Regions from separate parts of the Mus musculus genome. Here regions 1 and 2 are each linked to region 3. Evidence: chromatin contacts called from public HiChIP or PLAC-seq data. All regions are on one chromosome and are shown on one strand. The core of a region is the stretch at or near the end of the contact, and the rest is flanking DNA. Distances in the headings are between cores, read along the strand shown. Region 1 holds the start of Sdcbp2 (syndecan binding protein (syntenin) 2). Region 2 holds the start of Psmf1 (proteasome (prosome, macropain) inhibitor subunit 1). Region 3 holds the start of Ninl (ninein-like).

Region 1 (2,873 bases), core at 172-2,671, 560 kb after region 3:
GGCAAAGGCAGGCAGATCTCTAAGCCTTCAAAGCCAGCCTGGTCTAAGACAGCCAAGGCTACATACAGAGAGCCTGTCTTAAAAAAGAAAAAAAAAAGAGGGACAAAGGAAAAGAAAAAGAAAGTAAACTCTGTCCTATCAACACAGTTCCTTAATTTTCCTAGGAGATTTCCAATTAGATTTTTTTTTGGGGGGGGGGGTTGTTTTTTTTGTTTTTTTTTCTTCCAAGACAGGGTTTTCCTGTATAGCCCTGGCAGTCCTGGAACTCACTCTGTAGACCAGGCTGGCCTCGAACTCAGAAGTCCACCTGCCTCTGCCTCCCAAGTGCTGGGATTAAAGGCATGCACCACCACCCCCGGCTCCAATTAGATTTTTTAAAAAAAAAATCCAAAATACTTACTGCTTTCTTAGGAAAATCATAAGTAAGGCTGGAGGGATGGTTTGATGGGTAATGTGCTTGCTATGCATATATGAGGACCTCTCCACACCCACATGAAAGTCGTGAACAGCAGGTACATTTGCACTACAGGTGCTGAGGCGGATCCCAGGGGCTTGCTGAACAGCCAGGCTAGCTTAAATGGTGAGCACTAGGTTCAGTGAGAGACCCTGTCTTAAAACTAAGGTGGAGGAGAATAGAGGAAGACTGTCAATCTCTGACTTCTACATATACACACAGGCAAAGGCAGTGTGTGTGTGTCTGTGTGTGCCCACACACACACACTTTGCTACCATTATTGGAATCTACACAACTACAAAGTGAAAAGCTCACCAGGGCCTGGAGATGTCAGGCAGCATTTGCTTAGGAGTGTAAGGCTCGGTCCCTAGCATCTCAGAAAGAATGAAAGAGAGCCGGAAAGGGGGTGGGGCTCTCTAGACTTCCTGCAGTACACACTTTTCTGAAAACAAAACCAGAGGGTATGACCTCAATGGTGATTATTCGCTGTCTCAGTATTGTTATATTTCCCCTTGGCACCTTCCTGAAATGATTTAATAATTGTGTCATCGTCTATAGATTGGTGACTCCTTTAACCAGTGTCAGGCATCTGGGATTTCTAGATTGGTTTTACTAAAAGAAACACCATGATGGATCCAGAGACTGCACTGCAATTGATTTCTAAGAAATACACTAGGTTACAACCTGCGGCCATCTTTTAAGGCCCAGGACATCTCTCTCACTGTTCTCCAGTTAACTGCCTATTGGCAGGGTGAGGCCGCCACAGTCGTGCTGACTTCCTCATAGGGCCAAGTAGCCCTAGTTCGCACCCATCTCTACAGCATCTACGCATATCAGCTGTACGCTTTAGCCCCACCCACTCGTGGGTGACTGCTCTGTTTACCGAGCCACACAGGCTTACCTGGGCCCATCCTAGTCCACGGTGAGTCAGCTGAACAAGGGGCGGGCACCACCCTTCCCAGAGCAGGAACCCAACTGGGACACAGGCGACCAGCACATGCCAGGAGGCTGCAGTGGCTGGAGAAGAGGACAGCGTGCGGAGCCAGCAGGTAAGAACAGTCCGTATCGGCTGGGATAGAGGAGCTAAACAAGACCTGCTCACAACCAATTTCTTTCCCTCCCTTGTCCTGTCTTCTAGGACTTCCTAGGTAGGTAAATTCCTTTTAATTTGCTTCACTCTTAGAAGGAAATGGGAACAAAGCTTTCCTTTTTCTGCTCCCTGGCAGGGTTTGGAGGACGTATGATTTTCTGCACTGTTCTATCTTCTACACTTACCTCTAATCTACCCTACATCCATTGGCCAGAAGGCCCTGAAGGCTATGGCTCTCTGATGCTCAGACTTTCCTTGTGGCTCCCTCTCACTCAAGAAGGGTCAAAATTCTCACCAAGCCCCATGAGCCCTCCAGGGTCTGAGCCCCTCCCATCTTCTCTGGTTTCCTCCCTCAGGGTCCTCTGAACACTGGGGGCATGCTCACCCCAGGGTCTGTGCAGTGGGCCTGACCCCCCGGAATGTTCTTGCCCACCCAATTCTTTAAGCTTTTACACAAATGTCTCTCCCCTCCACAGCAAGGCTTCCCTAATCCTACTGCCACCCTCTGCTCTCCACCCCACTTCATTCTCCTCCCCAGTTCTTCCCACCACCTGACACAGCCCACAAAGTCTTGGGGCTTTTTAATCCAGCTCTTCACTACAAAGTCCCTACATCAAAGAGTGATGATTGTGTTCACTTCTTACTGTGGGCATCCAAAACAGTGCCTGGACTTAGGAGGTGGCCCTAGGTGGGATGAGCAGACAGTTATGGAGTTGCCTATTTGTGCTAGGCACTGTGCTAAATGTTCTCCATGTGTAACCCATTTAAATAGTCTTCTCATGCCTAGATAACTCTGCTTAAAGTAACTGTTATTTTACTATAGTTACAAAATAACTATATCGGACATGGTTACAAAATAACTATATCGGACATGGAGCCTAGTCCATTCTTTGCTCTCATAGTCAGAGGCAAGCAGTAGGTTGAGCCTCTCTAAAGCCTGGCTTCTGTTCTGCCTCCCCTGGACCTTCACTGGGAGAACAGAATTTCCTGAGTCCCGTTCCCTCTGGCACAGTATAGCCCTGGAAGGAGGAGGTACATGCTTGTGGCTTAGCAACAGCCTCCTCCTTGCCGATTCACCAGATCCCTGGGCTAATTTGGCCTTACAGAAGCTATTACTCCATCACATTAACCCACGCTTCTGTTTTCTGAAGGATAGATGAGTTGTCCACAGGAACAAGTGGGAGTCCCAGAGTTCCAGCAGTTTGGAACAAAGTGTTCTTATTCTGTAAGTTCAAAGATGGGGGCTAATGGGCCCCTTTCCAGCCCTGCTGATTCCCCAGGGCCTGACTGCTGATATACTGTGTTGTTATTGCTTACAATACGAAGATG
Region 2 (2,965 bases), core at 7-2,506, 730 kb after region 3:
TGCCAATTTTTCTAACTCGTATCTATGGCCATCTCCATGGCCCTCCACTGACCTTATCTCACACGGCTACAGAGCTCTCATGGGGAGTAGCCGTGCCCTCAATAAGGAGACCAATCAATGCCTGTTTGTTCAAGTCAACAAACATGTTCTTGAGATCAAATATTACAAGCCCAGCTCTATAGCACTGGAGGCAAAAAAGCAAAGAGAAAGTGGGCAGCATGACTCTTTAGCTGCTGAGTTGGTATTACCCAGTCAAGTGCGTGCTTTGTTCCTCTCATCACCCACAGAAGGAGGGTGGCAGGAGGCAGCTAGAGGACCAACACAAATACCTGCTGAGTCCAGCAAGCATTACTAATCTGCTGGCCACAGGCTGGAAAATAAAACTCTCTAGTAGATAAATTAACAGTTAATGGCCTCTCAATTTTTAACTAATTAATTAAAAAAAATTTTTTTTTGGCTTCTACCCTGAAAACGCATACCCATCAGCAGAGAATGGAGGCAAGGGCAGCCTGAGCCCAGAAAGTACTTCAGGAGAACGGACAGCAAGAATCAAACGCAGCATTCAAGTCTGAAATCCAAACACTGTCCCCTCGAAGAAGGGGTCCTAGAATATGGCTGAGTAGGTCAAAGTTCACTGCCACACCAGTGCTTGAATCCAGATGCTTGGAGTTGAGGGTGTAGCACGGAGTATTCTACGGCAGATGCTTTGGGTAAACTGGTGGATGAGGACCTTGAGGAAGCTACTAGCCTGTCTCAGTCAGATCCACACAACCCCGGCTGTGTCGGGGACGCCTTTACACGTCCGTTCCCGAGTTTACACGCACGCTGTGCCCGTTGTCGGCACCAGCACCAGGCGCGCTAAAGTGCGGCATCAGAAGCCTCGCTCGGGCCCTGGCTTTGGCACGGTCAGGGCAGGCCTTTGGGCCTCGGGCTGCAGACTCCCCTCCACCCGCGTACCTGGTCGCCCGTGCCCAAGGCATAGTAGCCGTTTGTCACCACTTCCCAGTGCAGGAAGCAGACGAGTGCGTCCTGCGGGCAGCTCATGGATGGAGCGGCCGACGCGAAGAGAACCTCGAGACCCGCCATGGATGTTTGCGGCTTCTGTGGGAAAGGAAGAAAAGGAGGGGACTATGCAGAAAGCCGCTCCGCCTAAGAGAAGCGGGACCGCGAGCGGCAGCGACGCCTTTTGATGCCGCCTTCGCTTTCGGCTCTGTCCGCACCTGCGCGGAAAAGTGGAAACGCGGAAACGCAGAGACGCGCACCGGAAATACTTGTTGACTTTGTGCGTGCTCCGGGCTGGAAACACCTGCACCGAACTAGAAGGTTCCACTAAGAAGCGCGCAGGCTAGGGCTTATCTTCTCAAAGCCTTTTTGCCTGCAGCAGGCGACTGCTGAGTGCCAGGCTGTTCGTTCCTGGGGAGAGACTGCCTTCTACCAACTACAGTAGACTTCTCATCTGCGAAGTGGAGTGTGTACTAGGCCGGGGGAAAATTTAGGCAATCTGTCTTAGATGTTTTCATCGTAATTTATTAGCATGCCTGCAGTACTTCTTGCCTGATAGCACTTTATTCTACATGCTAAACTTTAATGCATTTATCAAAATTTCCAGATCCAGTATTATACAGTTGGTATTGATGACAGTACTCTGCCACTACATAGATTTGGAAATCGTGTCACAATCAGCCAGTGAGCAATAGAGGTGCCCCTGGGAACTGGTAATTTGGTCTCTAGGATAGCATTTATATGTATGTTGATTGCATGCTAAATCCTGTGCCAAAACCTTTACATCCCCTCTCAACAAATTCATGGGGTATATTTTATTACCCATCCTCACTTTGCGAGTGATATAAAGAGCAGAAAGAGTGAAATGACTTCACCCAAGTAAACACAGCTTTTGACCACATCTAGAGCCCAGAGATAACTGACAAATGCTAGCCACTTGTGCCCCAATCTCCATCAAGATTTTTTTAACCACCTGTTGTTTCTCCATGTTTCTTGAAGTCCAATACTTTTTTGTAGACAAATAAATTTTGCCATGTTGGTTGGTACCATGACCCAAACCATTGTCATTTTTTTTTTCTTGGTTGCCTGGCATCAGCCTTGTATGCTACACTGGTTTCACCCTACAACCAGAGAGATTCTGTTAAAACACAGGGAAGACCATGTTCCTTAGGCCCAAGCCACACCTCAAAGGCGAAGTTCACTCTAGGTCTGTCACCCTCTCACTCCACAGGCCCTGTGCCTTTCTGATATCACCTCCAAGTGTCCTTTCATTCTCTGATCTCCTTGGCTCCAGTGACCTTGACTTCTCTCAGCTCTCATGCCTAGGTTAACATGCCACAGGTCTTGCCCTGATGGAACTTTGTAGTGTTTCTTTTTAATAGACAAAAAGCAATCCAGTATGAAATCTGTCATTTGGGGGTGCTGAGAGAGCTATACAAGGCCCACAGGAAGCCTATGTTCCAAGCAAGGATCAGGAAGGGTTTCTTGGATTAAGAAATGGCCAATTGCACAGAACTCTCATGGAAGAATAAAGAAGAAATGTTCCTGTAAAAGCATATAGCATACGTGAAGGCACCAAGGTGGGAAATGTAGCTACCCCCGTGTAACTGGAGACTCAACACTGCCCCTCTCATCTCTTCCTCATCTTTAACTACTCTCCACACCTGTCCTCAGCCTGGATGTCATGACCCCCAGGGGTTGCATAGCAGATTTCCCTCAAATTAGATATTTATATTGTGATTTATAACAGTAGCAAAATTACAGTTAGGGAGTAGCAATGAAGTGATTTTATGGTCGAGGGTCACTATAACATGAGGTACTGTATGAAAGGACCGCAGCATTAGGAAGGTTGAGAACCACTGCTCCACACTGTGCTCAAGGAGTTTGGTGGTGTGCCAAGGGGGCAGGCATGCAACAGAGAAAGCTATCAGCTCCAGAAGGGCTGAGAATTTTATCACTGAAG
Region 3 (2,807 bases), core at 79-2,578:
TGACTACAGACTAGTTTGATCTGTAGTCGTCTAAGCCACTAACAGATAACATAAAATGAACAGTAGAGGCAAGCTGGCTGCTGCCCTAACTGCCCTAACTCCACAGGCACGTTCCTTCTCATTCGCGCCTGTTCTTGCACACAGTAGTTCATAAACTGACCAACCTTCTTCCCTCTTTTTCTTTTCTCCCACACACCCCTGCTTTAAAAGCAGTAAATCCATAGTCAAGAACCTGGAAATCTCAGGCAAACACCATCTTCACGGTCCCTCTCTGCTACCTGCCTTGCGCATCAAGTGAACTTCTGCAAGGGCCATTTCTGGACCTCCTTCCTGGTTCTAAAAGTCGGCTAAATGTTGTAGAGGAGAGAGAAGGCATCACTCTTTTCTTCCACCCCCATATAACGAGCTACAGAGAGCGCCTGACAATTTAGGTATTTAAGAAACTTTAAGTTGGTCTCCCATCGTGCAATTTGTTGCCTGAGACAGCTAGAGCCCAAACACCAGGTCACTGCTTCTCAATTACCGATGGACCAGCCTCGCAAGTGCACAACAAAGTAGCAGAATGGTGCGCAGGCAGGGACGACCTTGACACAGAAGCAACAGGCTTCTCCGCCCCAGAGAGAGGTGTCCCAGTTTTCAACAACTAAGTGCAAACTGATAATACAACCAGAGATCGCAAGGACGACTTCACCAGTCACAGGAGGGACCGACGCGCGGCAACAACGCCAATAGGTGCTCTCAATCAAGCATGGTCCCTGGCTTTCCCAGGGGCACTGAGAAGGGGGCTCAGACACAGGCTGGGGTCGCCTCCCGATCCGGTTCCCCTCGTCAAAAGAGGACGAAGGCGGGAAGCACGGCGGGCCCAGGCATCCCGCTCTCTGAGTACGTCAAAATTTGGGGCGGCAGCTGCACCCCACTAGCACGCTGAGTTCGGTGCGGACCACCGTTCCCGGTCCGAGTGCGCCGCAGAGCAGTGAGACTCTGGTGTGGCTTTCTGAGCGCGCGCCTGCATCGCAAGCATCGGCTCCGCTGTGTACCGGCCGCTGCACGAGGATGCGGATCCCTTCGGCCCGGCTCGGCCCTCCTCGGCCCAGCTCGGCCCCCCTCGGCTCCGCTCGGCTCGGCTCCCCTCCCCTCAGCCCTCTCCCACGCCCTACTCACCTGGGGAGTGGGAGGCTCGGCTCTCTGAACGCTGAGTTCAGGATGCGGGCTCCGGCAGCCCGGTGCAAAGCGAGCCGGGTAGGACACCCCAGCGCGCGTCCCTCGGCCGCTCTTTGTGTCTGCCGGCCGCGCTCCCCTGGGCTCCCAAGGCCTCTGGGCGCCGCCCCCTCGTTCTCGCGGGGCCTCCCCAGGGAAGGGGCGGGGCTCCTTGGGGGCGGGGCTTGGACGGGCGGGGCGAGGAGGCAGGCGGAGCTGGGCCAGGGGCCTAGCTGGTATGGAAGAGGAGGATGCAGGATGACTTCAAGGCTCTGGGAGACAGGGTGTTAAAAACAAACAAACAAACAAAAAACTAACAACAACTAAACTAAAAAATAAGAGACTCAAGTACTTTCAAGTGGAAGAATTCCACAGAGTGGTAGGCAGCCAGGAACCAGTAAAAAGCCCATACTGTACTCTGATGAACCATATACTTGGGCTGTATCCCTTTTCATGTGTCATAACTTGCCCCAACCAGTGATGGACATGACATGCCTACACCCTGTGGCAGAGGTGTAGCTGTGGGGCATATAACCAGGGCCCTGCTTCCCTCTAGATTATAACCTGAGGTTCCCAAAGTGTGGTATGCCATAGTCGCCACTGTGCAGAGTGTATTTTATCAGGACCAGGGAGATGGCTCAGTTTGTAAAAGCACTTGCCTTGCTAGCCTGATGACCTAAATTCAATCCCAGAACACATGTAAAGGTGATAGGAGGTGCTGGAGAAATGGCTCAGCAGTGAAGAACACTGGCTGTTCTTCCTGAGGACCCATGTTCAATTCTGAGCACCCACAGGGCAGCTCACAATTATCTGTAACTCTAGTTCCAAGGGATCCAGTGTTGACTTCTCCTCAGACACCAAGAGTGCATGTGTTGCATAGATATACATAGAGGCAAAGCACCCATACATATAATTAAAAAAAAAAAACCTTAGAAAAATCAACTCCACAGAGCTTTCCTCTGACTACACACACACACACACACACACACACACACACACACACACACACTGAGACACATGCCGTTCTGAACACAGACATATAAGCATCATGCACACACACATTCACACAATAAGTTTTAGAAATATTTTTAAAGACTATATATTCTCTAAATCTCCTTATACTCTGGGTTTTCCATGTACTGTTAGAGAATGAACTTAGAGTTAGATGATGAGATTCACAGGGCCATTCACTGGATGTTGGACTTTGTGCCACCCAGTTACACAATCTGGGAGATCTTCACTTTGTTCATCTGTGAAATGGAGATGTGAAAGACACTTTTTGCAGGGACATGAACTAATTGATCCAGCCAAACCAGCAACCCAAATTAGCCATCACAGCAGTGGCTCCTAGCCAGAGAGGAGCGGGGCGGGGCATGTTACTCCATCCCCCCCCCCCCCCCGACCTATAGCAAATAGCTGAGGTAAGAATAAAGAAGGGGGAATAGGGTTTCTATGGACTTGGAGTTTTAGAGATTTCAACCCAGGGTCAATTTATCTTTGTTGCTTCTGAGCTTGTGGCAAGTCACCACATCAGAGCTGGAATGAGAGTCAGAGACAGAGAGAGAGACAGGGGCTGCCAGATTCCCTTTAGGGACACCTCCTCAATGACT

What was found. HiChIP or PLAC-seq counts read pairs in DNA pulled down with a chosen protein or histone mark.
Region 1: a contact with region 3 is called in an HNF4G HiChIP or PLAC-seq map of pancreatic cancer cells. The contact joins the promoter of Sdcbp2 here to the promoter of Ninl in region 3. A contact is called at or near these places in 1 of 39 promoter capture datasets (cranial neural crest) and 1 of 115 datasets of contacts at active chromatin or transcription factors (pancreatic cancer cells).
Region 2: a FOXA1 HiChIP or PLAC-seq map of pancreatic cancer cells shows a contact between it and region 3. The contact joins the promoter of Psmf1 here to the promoter of Ninl in region 3.

The regions. Positions count from the first base shown.
Region 1 is chr2:151,571,202-151,574,074 of GRCm38.p6, forward strand. It overlaps Sdcbp2 (syndecan binding protein (syntenin) 2), which reads left to right and starts at 1,422. Exons shown (of 9, transcript NM_145535.2): 1 at 1,422-1,503. It overlaps Gm39959 (a long non-coding RNA gene), which reads right to left and starts at 824. Exons shown (of 3, transcript XR_866853.2): 1 at 770-824.
Region 2 is chr2:151,740,054-151,743,018 of GRCm38.p6, forward strand. Psmf1 (proteasome (prosome, macropain) inhibitor subunit 1) reads right to left here and starts at 1,257. Exons shown (of 7, transcript NM_212446.2): 1 at 958-1,257. The coding sequence starts at 1,086.
Region 3 is chr2:151,008,070-151,010,876 of GRCm38.p6, forward strand. It overlaps Ninl (ninein-like), which reads right to left and starts at 1,329. Exons shown (of 24, transcript NM_207204.2): 1 at 1,162-1,329.